Regions from separate parts of the Pan troglodytes genome. Here region 1 is linked to region 2. Evidence: chromatin contacts called from public HiChIP or PLAC-seq data. All regions are on one chromosome and are shown on one strand. The core of a region is the stretch at or near the end of the contact, and the rest is flanking DNA. Distances in the headings are between cores, read along the strand shown. Region 1 holds the start of CCAR2 (cell cycle and apoptosis regulator 2). Region 2 holds the start of POLR3D (RNA polymerase III subunit D).

Region 1 (6,263 bases), core at 797-3,296, 360 kb after region 2:
CTGCTGGAGAAGCCACCACCACCCTGAGCCCCCTGCCCCTCCTGATGGCTCTGACCCCAGGTGAGCCCCGTGCCCAGCCCAGGTTAGGGCACGGAGAGGAGACTGATGAGCCGGGATGCTGAGATTGTCATGCCAGTTGTCATTATTGTCCCCGCAAAACTTGAGAGGCAGTCTGGGAGGGGCTGCTAGAAGAAACAGTAGTTAAAACACCCCATTTACAGATAAGGAGGCTGGGTTCTGGGTGGGGTTGGGGGTAGTTGCTTTTCCAAAGCCGCACGGTGAGTCAGTGACAGCTAGGACCAGAATGTGGGAAATCTGTCTACCCTAGCTCAGCAACCCCTCACCCTCAATGCTGACATTTAGGCCACCTTCCAGGTTTGTGGGGAGAGCAAGTTGGAGCACAAAGGATTTCACAGTGGGTGAAGGCCATCATGCCTCGGGGCTTGTACTGAATAGTTCTCCAGGAGGAAGAAATACCAAGTCATTTAACAGCCCCAGGCTGCACCCACGCCCAGCTACCCCCCAGTAGATAAATCATGTTCTCTCAACTCTAGGGCCATTGTTAGTTTTATTTCCTCCTTCTAGCCTAATGTCTTCTTTTCATTCCACAGGATCGAGTCCAGGGACCTCCCTGAAAGGCCTCAGTGCCGCCCCCACCGGAAGACCTTTATGCCGTCATTAGTGGTTAAGAAGCAACGAGCAAAAAACCTTTCTGTAGGCTGAGACCTCTCGGTGCACCTGGTGACCCTGGGTGGAGGGGACTTGCTGTGCAGTCTTCCTCGCCCTTTGCCCTCTTGCTGCTTCTCCACATTGCCAGGAAAAGCTGCTGACGCCTGCCCTCCTCTCTTGAGTCGAGGGCTGAATCTTTCTCCTCTAAGCAGTCTGGTCAGGAACCTTGGTTTCTTGAGAGGCCCCCAAGATGCGGCAGCTCCAGGGCTCTTCCTCCTCACCAGAAATCCCTGGGCTTCCACAATGTGAACTCACTCATTATCAGGTGTCCGTGGAGTGTTTTTGGCATGGTGACCTGTCTGGGCCCAGCATGTTGCAGATGTGTATTTATGCGCAATGGTATGCATATCTCTGTGTGACTGTCAGTGTTGCAAGCTGGCTGGATCCAACCATCTCTTCTGAAATAATGCATCCAAAGGGTTGATATTCTGGGGGAGGTCACTGCAGAAGGATGGAACTGACCTTTATTCCCCAGTGGGCAGTTACTGAGCTTTCCTCCTCAGAGCCATGCTGGCAGCCCTGGGACAGAGAACGGTGTGGCTTTGGCTGCCTCTGCATGGAATCTTGCCCCGGACTCCTGAAGACTGCACAAGGAATGAGGAAGATCAGGGACAACCTGGGAACTGAATAACTTTCAAAGCCAGTGCTCAGCTTCTCTGCTCCGTTCTAGCGTTTACAGGTCCTAATTCAAACCAGATGCCTGTACTAGTTTTTAGACCCTAAGTCAACCTTTCTGAGCCACAGCTTCCCGCTGGGAATAATGATGCCTGCCCTATCTACCTCACAGACTTGTTATGAGGATAAAGTGAGATTAAACTGCCTCAAAGTGCTTTGTAAACCTCAGGTGAATAGGAAAGGGGAAAGTAAGGCTGGAGGGATGATGGGGCGGTCGGAGGATAAGGCGGGGGCCGGGATTGCTAATGGGGACTAAAATGGCCAGTCTCCTGGCAAGATTTTGAGCAGGTCATTTCATTGAGGCCTCTTAGATTTCATATTTGAGAATTAGGGCACTGATTCCTGACTGGCTAGGCATGGTGGTCACTGGCTTGAGTCAGACCAGGAATGTCTCTTAGAAATGGTCACTGATAGGCATCCTTCTCCTCCAGTCAGGAGGGGCTGGTTTCCTTATCTGTTGCAGTCTCTACTGCCAGAGGGAGGCGAGCGTGGTAGGCAGTCGGGGGGTCCCTTGTGTTTGGGGGGCCCAGCTCACGCTTCCTTTGAGCCCGGAACCAATGATCCGAAGCCTTCTTTTCTGATGGGATTCTTTAGCGAGGACACTACCGAGGCGCGACTTCCTGACGCGCATCCGATCCGGGAAGGCGCACTTCCGCTCCCCAGTTGCCGCGGGATGGCAAGCCGGCGTGGGGGAAGGGAGAGGTCGGCGGAGACGAGGGAGGGACCATATCCGGGAGAGTGGCAGCTTCCGACCAGTGGTCGCGCTTCCGGAGAGGCGCTTCCGGTGGCGGCGGCAGTAGCGGCTGTGGTGGTTCCGGGTGTCTTTGTCCCCCCGGTGTCGCTGCCCTGGCCCGCAGGTGGGTTGGGGGGCCCCCCGCCGCCCCTCTGCCCCTTCGCCCCTCCGCCCCTCCGCTGGCCGAGGGGCTGCGAGGGCTGGGCGGCGAAGATGCGTGGGGCGCGGAAGGGGCCGAGCCCCTCTTTGGACTGCAAGTCCCGTCTCCCTGGCAACGGCCTCGGCCTTGGGGGCGGGCGGGAGGAGGAGAAACCGCGCGCCTCAGTCCTCCCTTGGTGGCCTCGCCGCGGCTCTGCTGGGAGACCCGGCGCTGGCGGCTGCTGAGGCCGGAGCGGAGGGCCCGGGAGCGTGGGAGCAGGAGGGTGGCGCGCAGCCGGTTTCGCGTTTGGTCGGCCAGGGAGCTGCCTTCCCACCAGCCGGTCGAGGAAACAACGGGTCGGGCTTCCGGGGAGAGGGCCCACACCGTCTCCTCGCAGGCACCGGCCTCCTCCATTTTTCCGGGCCCTGCGTGGAGGGTTTTGGCGGATGTTTTTGAACGAAGGAATGTCATCGGGGCTCTCTCGAGCCCCTCACCCCGCCAGCTACTCTGGGGGTGGCGTGGCATAGTGAGAGGAGCGCTAAGTTGTTGGGAGGCCTGGGTGTGAGTAGCAGTTTTGTCACTACCTGGTTACGTGGCCCCGGGCAAGTCTCTTGATCTCTCTGAGCATCAGTTTCCTTGTCTGTAAAACAGCATGACAGTATCATGCACCACTAGGTTATTGTCAGGGCAAACTGGAACAATGTAATTTCTTGTTTCATTTCTTCTCTATATTCTCTCCATCCATTGCTTTCATTCATTCTTATTACCCACCTCCCTGTTTTCCTAAATATCCTTACTTAAGATTCTCCACTTTTCCGGGTATAGATGGAAATTTCCCTTATAAGCTGTTAATTTCTTTCTTTTTGGATTGAAGGCTTTTCCCCACGACTCTGAAAGAGGACAGCGTTCCCAATGTCCCAGTTTAAGCGCCAGCGGATCAACCCGCTTCCAGGGGGACGCAACTTCTCAGGTGATCACTGTTCTCCCTACCTGGCCTCATCCTGGGAAGTATGTGCTCTGGAGTTAGTTTGGGGTTTCCCTGGTGGAGAGCAATTTGCTGCTGATGTTCCTCTGGAAAGCAGGAGATGCCCACAGTGGTTGCCAGTGAAGCTCTGTGGAGGAGCTGGCTGGAGCTGTAGCCTTTGGATTTACCACATCCTTTGGTTGACTCGTGCTTAAGGTGGTAGGGGCGGTTCCTGGAGATTGCTTCTCTTTCCCCATAGGCACAGCTTCAACATCTCTTCTGGGCCCTCCTCCTGGTTTGCTCACTCCTCCTGTGGCCACAGAACTGTCCCAGAATGCCAGGCACCTTCAGGTAGGTTGGGCATCCCTTGTAGTAAGTTTCAGCCCTTGGGACTGAATGCATGGAGGCCTGGTGCTCTTCTTCTCTTACGTAATAGTGTTTATCATTCCTGATCCCTCTCCTGGTAGTGGGCTAGTATGGGGTTGCCCAGATAGCCTTCAGACTGGGGCATCTTCATTTCTCGCTCCAGGGAAATCTTTAGCTTACGTCTTGGAATTAATGAACTGGAAATCCTAGAAGAAGCTTGTGGGTCAAGAACCAGCTCAAACATGCCCCAACCCCTAATGATGGAGTATGCCCACCACACCTGTACTTCATTCTGTGCGAACTCTTGATGCAGTACGCTGAGCTGGGGCGTGGGTTGAGATGAGACCTTCATGGCAGAGTGTGATTTTGTCCAGTTTCCTCCCTTTTACTTTTCAGCTGTCTCCTTCTCTTACAGGGTGGGGAGAAACAGCGGGTCTTCACTGGTATTGTTACCAGCTTGCATGACTACTTTGGGGTTGTGGATGAAGAGGTCTTTTTTCAGCTAAGGTAGGCTTGAGGTTGATCCCCTAACGGAAATGCTTATTGGATTCAGTTCTGTCACCATGCTGGTATTGCCCCCACCCGCCTCAAAGCCATTGCTTTGCTGTTTTTGTGCAAGGTGTGGGAAATCTTGATGGGAAAGGCCTCATAGGGGCAGTCAGGGTGGCCTGGCCAGGGTCCCTCTCCTGATGGGGCCTTCTGGCTTGTGTGCTGGCAGTGTGGTGAAGGGCCGTCTGCCCCAGCTGGGTGAGAAGGTGCTGGTGAAGGCTGCATACAACCCAGGCCAGGCAGTGCCCTGGAATGCTGTCAAGGTGCAAACGCTCTCCAACCAGGTATTCATCTCTCCTTAGCGTGTGCATTGGAAAGGGAAGGGATGGAAGCCCCTGTGCCCTGACAGCTGGGCAAAACCCTGACTTTTGTCAGGGGGGTGGGACTGCATCTTTCCAAGGTAGTGAGTGCCTCAACCATGGGGTCCCCTGAATTTCCTGGCTCCTGTTCTGCAGCCCTTACTGAAGTCCCCAGCACCTCCTCTTCTGCATGTAGCAGCCCTGGGCCAGAAGCAAGGGATCCTGGGAGCTCAGCCTCAGTTGATCTTCCAGCCTCACCGGATTCCCCCACTCTTTCCTCAGAAGCGTGAGTACGAGTGGCACTGTTGTTGGGTGTGGCTTTATGGGGTAGTTTAGATCAATGGACTTTCAGGTTGTTGCTCTTAGCATAGAGGTGGGTACTTCTATGTACTGGAAGAAAGGTGGGCAATCTGGATCGGTGTTTAGGGTTTTTTTTTTTTTTTTTTTTGATGGAGTCTCGCTCTGTTGCCCAGGCTGGAGTGCAATGACACGATCTCGGCTCATTGCAACCTCTGCCTCCTGGGTTCAAGCAATTCTCGTGCCTCAGCTTCCCCCGTAGCTGGGATTACAGGCGCCCGCCACCATGCCCGGCTAATTTTTTTTGAGACAGAGTCTTGCTCTGTCACCCAGGCTGGAGTACAGTGGTGCGATCTCGGCTCACTGCAAGCTCCGCCTCCTGGGTTCACACCATTCTCCTGCCTCAGCCTCCTGAGTAGCTGGGACTACAGGCACCCACCACCACACCCGGCTGATTTTTTGTATTTTTAGTGGAGACGGGGTTTCACCATGTTCGCCAGGCTAGTCTTGAACTCCTGACCTCAAGTGATCCATCCGCACTGTCCTCTCAAAGTGCTGGGATTACAGGTGTGAGCTACTGCACCCGGCTGGTTTTTAGGGTTTTTGAGTCACCAGTCATTTCCTTTCTGCAGCTCTGAGTCTCTTCCAAACATCCCACACACTTCACCTGAGCCACCTGAACAGATTTCCTGCCCGGGGCCCTCATGGACGGTTGGATCAGGGCCGAAGGTAAGAGGATGATGTCCCTTTTTTTGGCCACTTGTTGACACTAACATTCTCTTTATTTTATTATTATTTTTTTGTGTTGGCCAGGAAGTGAACCCAGGTCAACTGCTTGGAAGGTGGCTATGCTTACCACTAACATTCTTTGCCTGCAGCTAGATCCTAGTCCCTTTTCTCTGAAGTATGTAGACACACTGTGAAATGTATATAAAAATATTGGAATTTTATACAGTGGTTAAGCAAGCAGGGAGTTGATACAGTTCATCTTTCAAAATGTCATGTTGAGATACTTCTTAAATACTCTTTTGTTTCTAGTCCCTAAGTTGAGATGACAGGAATGGAAACTATCAATAGTAACATGTCAAAACAACTAGAACACTGCAGTATCTGTTCCAGTTGTTTAAAACGTTTCTTTATAGACACCATACTCATCAGTATGCTGTTAGAAGGTGTATATTGCACTCTGCCTGGGAGTTCAGGCCTCCGTGCCTTGGACACACAGGTAGCTTTCTCAGCCATGTGTGGAGCAAGCATGGCTGATTTGGGCCTTTAGGGTATCCTGGTGATCCTGTGTCATCTGTAGCACTGGGGACCACCAGGAGCATGCTGTCCCGTCTTCTCTCCAGTTCACATGTTCCTTCCTCAGTCTCACTCTCCCTGAGTGTTTTGCTTATACCTCTAAAAGTTAAGCTCCAGAATGATTTGTTTAAGACTCGTTCTAGTTCTGTCTTCATTTTAAACTTGCTATAATGGAGAATTTCACTATATGCAAGGTAAACAGAAAGGTGT
Region 2 (6,186 bases), core at 649-3,148:
TAACAAAATGGCAGAAATGGAGAACAGATTAGTGGTGGGAGGAGGTGGGGGGAGGGAGGTGTGGCTATAAAAGGGCAACTAGAGGGATCCTTGTGGTGATGGAAACTTCTTGTATCTTGACTGTACCAATGTCAATATTCTGGTGGCAAGATGTTACTACTGGGGGAAAACGAGTAAACAGTACTTGGGATCTCTCTACATTGTTTCTTACCACTCTACATGAACCTACAATGTTCTCAAAATAAAAAGTTTAATTTAAAAAATGTTTTTAGAGATAGGGTCTTGCTGTGTCACCCAGGCTGGAGTGCAAGGGCTGGATCATAGCTTACTGCAATCTCCAACTGCTGAGCCTTTCAAGCGATCCTCCCATCTCTGCCTCCCAAAGCACTGGGATTACAAGCGTAAGCCACCATGCCCATCCCAAATATTTACTTAAAAAAAAAATCTTCTTTTGGCCAGTTATCCCAGGATGGGAAATCTATCCCGGGAATATAATCCAAAAGAAAACAAAAACAAAAAGAAAATCGAAAAAAAGCAAGTCGAATGTACCAGACATTCACTGCAGCATTATTTAAAACAGGGAAAAAAGAAACAATCAGGGAAATACTTAAATCATGATACAGCCACTGGAGAACTACGCAGTCTTTGATGTCGCAACAGAGAAATGTTATTTGAAAAAGGAGGATACAGGCCAGGCGCGGTGGCTGATGCCTGTAATCCCAGCACATTGGGAGGCCGAAGCGGGTGGGATCACTTGACCTCAGGAGTTCAAGACCAGCCTGGGCAACATAGTGAAACCCCGTCTCTACGAAAAATACAAAAAAAAAAAAAAAAAAAAAAAAAGAAAAAGAAAAAATTAGCCGGGCGTGGTGGCATGCACTTGTAGTCCCAGCTACTCAGGAGGCTGAGGTGGAAGTATGGTTTGAGCCTGGGAGGCAGAGGTTGCGGTGTGTTGATCGCACCACTGCACTCCCGTCTGGGCAACAGAGAGAAACCTCGTCTCAACAAAAAAAAGAAAAAAAAAAAAAAAAAGAAAGAAAGAAAAGAAAAGAAAAAGGACATGAAATTGTGATACAACTCTGTGAAGACTACTAGATACATTACAAAATTTTTAATAGTAGTACTCTACGTGGCATTCTGGTAGAAATGATTTCCTTTCCTCAAACTCCCCATAATATTGTTACATGGTTTTTATACGGTCTGGGGGATGGGGGATAACATTAAATGACACTTTTTATGTTAAATCACAAACGCTGGAGTCAACAAAAGTTCTTTAAATTCCTCCAGCAGTAGAGCAAACTTGGTATTCCAATTCCCTCCAGGCTTTGACCAAGAGCGCACACGAGGCCACCGCCTTCGTGATCTGAAGCGGGTGTGACTGGGCACCGGTTGGTCCACTGCGGCTGTTCCAAGCTGCCCCCACAGCCTCACCCCAGGACTCCACCAGGAGCACAGGGAAGGGGTCCCCGAAAGTGGGCGAGGTCGCTGCCCGGAGGTAGTGACCACTCCAAGGTCACCATGGAGAACCCGCAGACAGGGCTCGGTGTGGCCCAGGACTCCCCGACTCTTAAGTCCAGGTCTCACTCTCTGCGCCGCGCCGCGCCCCTCGCCCCATCCCGAGCAGCTACCCCCAAGCTCCCAGGGGCTCCGCCGAGGCGAATCCTCACATTGCGGCGTGGTGGCCGACAAGACCCGGGACCCTGATCTTGGCGCCTCCACGCCACCGCCCGGAGGCCAAGACCCCCAAGCGCCGCAGCATAGCGTAGCCCAGACCAGTCACCTCATCCTTTTTCGCCCTCTCAACCCAGCTTTTCCCGACTCCGGGAAGAACCGGGAAGAGAAGGCGGAGAGGAGCGAAGCGCCGCCTGATAAATACTGTGGCCCAGTCCCGCCCCCCGAACGTCACTTCCGTCCCGCGCCAAGATGGCGGCGCCCAGGCCCTGCCACGCAGACTTCCGCCCGGCGCGGAGACCGAAGGCTGGCGGCGGGTCGCGTTGCAGGTGAGGTTGTGACGCGCGGTGTGGAGCCGCGGCCCGGGTGCGTCCCTGTCTGGTTCCTGGGCGGGGTTCCTGGAGAGGGCGTGTCGCGAGCCAAAGGCTCTCACCTGGGTGGTCCCGGGAGTCTCCCCACGTGGGAGGGGAGGAGCTGAGAGGCCACTGGAGGGACGCACCGACTGGGGGACCGGAAAGCAAGGGGGTGGGGTTCCGCCAGGGTCCTCGTGTCAGTCCCCTCTGGTGATCTCGTCGCCCCTTCTCTCCCAGGCAACATGTCGGAAGGAAACGCCGCCGGCGAGCCCAGCACGCCGGGAGGGCCCCGACCTCTCCTGACTGGGGCCCGGGGGCTCATCGGGCGGCGGCCGGCGCCTCCCCTCACCCCCGGCCGCCTTCCCTCCATCCGTTCCAGGGACCTCACCCTCGGGGGAGTCAAGAAGGTACCCAACGGCGCGTTTCTAAAGAAACTCAACTACCTTGAATTCCAAGCCCCAGGATTCAACTAATGTTTGTGTAGGACCTACTGTGTGTCAGGACTGTCGTTGGGCCTCAAGCCTACCCCTCTTTAAATTCTAGGGAGTCTGTCCTACCTTCAAATCTAGGTACTGAGTACAAGATGTTGAAATGACTCCCAGAGGTGGTTGAAGGGCAGAGAATCCTAATAAGTTAAAGTCGTTCAAAAGCAATTTGAACAGTGTTTATTTACTTTTATTGTGTGTTTGGACATCTTTAAGAAACCCATGAAAGCCAGACAGGCATAAACTTCGCAGTCTTAGAGGGTTCAGAATTCACCATCTCTGTGTGCAAACTTTTTATCTAGAGTATGATGAATCCTAGGCATGGCATTCGAGGCTCTGTGGCCTCTCCCGTGTGTATGACTGTGGATGTCAAGAGTAGCCCAGAAAGGGGTGGGGTCAGGATGACAGAAGAACAAAGCAGGTTTTGGTTTTGGTTTTGGTTTTTTTTGAGAGGAAGTCTCGCTGTTGTCCCCCAGGCTGGAGTGCAATGGCACGATCTCAGCTCACTGCAACCTCTGCCTCCCAGGTTTGAGCGATTCTTCTGCCTCATCCTCCTGAGTAGCTGGGATTACAGGCGCCCGCCAGCATGCCCAGCTGATTTTTGTATTTTTAGTAGACACAGGGTTTTGCCATGTTGGCCAGGCTGTTCTTGAACCCCTGACCTTGTGATCCGCCCACCTGCCTCGGCCTCCCAAAGTGCTGGGATTATAGGTGTGAGCCACCGCTCCTGGCCGAATAAAGCAGTTTTTTGTTTTTTTGTTTTGTTTTTAACGGAATCTCTTTCTGTCGCCCAGGCTGGAGTGCAGAGGCACCATCTCAGCTCACTGCAACCTCCGCCTCCCGGGTTCAAGCGATTCTCCTGCCTCAGCCTCCCGAGTAGCTGGGATTACAGGGGCCCGCCACCGCGCCCAGCTAATTTTTGTAGTTTTTAGTAGAGATGGGTTTCACCATCTTGGCCAGGCTGATCTTGAACTCCTGACCTCGTGATCCACCCACCTTGGCCTCCCAAAGTGCTAGGATTACAGGCATGAGCCACAACGCCCAGCCATAAAGCAGTTTTTAAAAACCTAACTTTGCCTTGGAAAATTGTGGTGACAGTCCATAGTCACCTGATTGAGAGTGTTGGCAGATCTATGGCCTTCCCTACTTAGGCCTTGCTGCTAGAGCTGTTCCCCCATGATACTGACTGGTCTCTATAGCAGTTTGAAGAGAAGAGGTGAGACCAGAGAAATTCCTTTGCTTTTAGAAGTCCCAGAGGATCTTCTTTCAGAGGCAGAACCTAAGGCTGCTGGTTAAAAGTGGGTTTTGGTGCCCCCTTCTATGTGTAACTCCACTGCTACCACACTATGACATTCCTCCTTTTCAGGCACATGTGTATCTATAAAACTGACAACACTATGGAATGTGCCAACGAGAGCCATGGTGGCCTTGGTCTGTAGAAGATGCCCTTTGGGAATTTTTATTTTCCTCTGTACTTTGGGGTCAGAACCTAACACATCAGTGACTCCTGTATTTTGCTTTCAGAAAACCTTCACCCCAAATATCATCAGTCGGAAGATCAAGGAAGAGTAAGTAGCTAGGCCTTCTGAATACTTGCCCCTTATTTACTTGCTCTGAATTTGGGGCTTTGGGGGAAATAACTAGGTTTGTAGCTCCAAAATTTAAATTTATATCTTTAGTTCTTTTCACTAGTGATTTTCAACCCTGGCTCCTAGGTGATTCTGCAAGCTTTAAAAAATAAATAAATAAATAAATACTGGTGTCTAGGGTTCCATCTTTAGAAATTGTGATTTAACTTGCTGGCAGTAGAATGGAGTGATTCTCTTTGTTGCCCGAGTTGAGAGCCAATAGTTTAAACAAAGATGTATCACACTTTCCCTGAAGTTCCTTTGCATTTCTGCCTTCCTGCTTTCAGTCCCAATGCAAACAAAAATCTACATTTTTGGACAAGAAGGTAAAGTAAAGCAAACTGAAAAAATCCTGCCTCATCAAGGAAGTGAGAAAAGTGCTAGAATTAGGATTGGATTCTGCTTCTCATGGTGTAATTATTGGCTCAAACTCTCCACTGTCTTGGAGTGAAGTGGTATGGGAGAGTAAGGCCAGATTTTGGAGACACAGTGAGTGAGTGGTTTCCCTTAATCCATTCTTTTTTCCAGGCCCAAGGAAGAAGTAACTGTCAAGAAGGAGAAGCGTGAAAGAGACAGAGACCGACAACGAGAGGGGCATGGACGAGGGCGAGGCCGTCCAGAAGTGATCCAGTCTCACTCCATCTTTGAGCAGGGCCCAGCCGAAATGATGAAGAAAAAAGGTATAAGGAAGGAATCAGTGAATTTCAGTTCAGACTGCCCAAGAGAAGGGCGAGAACAGTGGAATTTCCCCACTCCCATTTCCGTTTTCCTTGCTGTTGGCATCTTCCTTATCGATCCCTAGTGACCTGGGTGATTTCCCACAGGGAACTGGGATAAGACAGTGGATGTGTCAGACATGGGACCTTCTCATATCATCAACATCAAAAAAGAGAAGAGAGAGACAGACGAAGAAACTAAACAGATCTTGCGTATGCTGGAGAAGGACGATGTGGGTACCAGGAGGCTGGGGGGAAGGGGTTTCCTTGTGGCTGTAGAACAGGGCTTCTGGGGAGCCAGGTGAGGGGTAGAAGAGCTTACTGATGTCCTGGAATCCTGGGGAGCAGCAGGAATCTTTGGTTAGAAAGGGACTAAAGCAGACTTTGATCCAGGTGCATGTGCCAGCAGGCTGGATGACCCAGACTCTCTTTGGCAGTTCCTCGATGACCCCGGCCTGAGGAACGACACTCGAAATATGCCTGTGCAGCTGCCGCTGGCTCACTCAGGATGGCTTTTTAAGGAAGAAAATGACGAACCAGATGTTAAACCTTGGCTGGCTGGCCCCAAGGAAGAGGACATGGAGGTGGACATACCTGCTGTGAAAGGTACTCTGTCGGTTAACTTCTCATCTCCAATTCCATGGCTGCTCCCCAGGAATCCCTTGCATCAGGCATCCCTTGCATGTGCCCCTGACTGCTGCTCATGAGCAGGTCCTCCCGTTCCGGCTGTAAGATACATGAGCTGAACAAAGATGCTCCATTCTCCCTCGCAGAGGGTTCCTGTGTTGACAGGGAGCAGTGGGCCCAGCCTCAGATGTCCCTTTTTAGATAAGTCACGTGAGACTTGAACGTGTTGCCTCTTGCCCCTCTCTATAACTGGTGCCTCCTTCTCACTCCCTGGCTGAGTGACAGTGGAGCAGACAGGGGCAAAGGGCTGGTAACAGTGAGCTGGTATGGAGGGTGGTCACGTGATAGCATTCCATGTCTATCACCCGGGCAGTGAAAGAGGAGCCACGAGATGAGGAGGAAGAGGCCAAGATGAAGGCTCCTCCCAAAGCAGCCAGGAAGACTCCAGGCCTCCCGAAGGATGTATCTGTGGCAGAGCTGCTGAGGGAGCTGAGCCTCACCAAGGAAGAGGAACTGCTGTTTCTGCAGCTGCCAGACACCCTCCCTGGCCAGCCACCCACCCAGGACATCAAGCCTATCAAGACAGAGGTGCAGGGCGAGGACGGACAGGTGGTGCTCATCAAGCAGGAGAAAGACCGAGTATGCTCAGACAGAGGCCTGCGGGAATCAAGTTGGGGACTGGGAGGGGAAGTGGTGACCTGTAGTG

The links. HiChIP or PLAC-seq counts read pairs in DNA pulled down with a chosen protein or histone mark.
Region 1: a contact with region 2 is called in an H3K4me3 HiChIP or PLAC-seq map of stem cell-derived excitatory neurons, with 4 times the contacts expected there. The contact joins the promoter of CCAR2 here to the promoter of POLR3D in region 2. A contact is called at or near these places in 1 of 7 Hi-C or Micro-C datasets (stem cell-derived neural progenitor cells) and 1 of 1 datasets of contacts at active chromatin or transcription factors (stem cell-derived excitatory neurons).

What each region holds. Positions count from the first base shown.
Region 1 is chr7:30,931,580-30,937,842 of NHGRI_mPanTro3-v2.0_pri, forward strand. CCAR2 (cell cycle and apoptosis regulator 2) reads left to right here and starts at 2,047. Exons shown (of 21, transcript XM_519650.9): 1 at 2,047-2,261; 2 at 3,151-3,246; 3 at 3,500-3,591; 4 at 4,022-4,113; 5 at 4,325-4,439; 6 at 4,611-4,740; 7 at 5,384-5,480. The coding sequence starts at 3,189. It overlaps C7H8orf58 (chromosome 7 C8orf58 homolog), which reads left to right. Exons shown (of 7, transcript XM_063816948.1): 6 at 1-60; 7 at 612-1,559. The coding sequence ends at 723.
Region 2 is chr7:30,572,751-30,578,936 of NHGRI_mPanTro3-v2.0_pri, forward strand. POLR3D (RNA polymerase III subunit D) reads left to right here and starts at 1,899. Exons shown (of 9, transcript XM_001155075.8): 1 at 1,899-2,000; 2 at 2,262-2,431; 3 at 4,034-4,077; 4 at 4,666-4,817; 5 at 4,962-5,086; 6 at 5,291-5,459; 7 at 5,854-6,119. The coding sequence starts at 2,267. MIR320A (microRNA mir-320a) reads right to left here and starts at 1,860; the gene lies at 1,780-1,860.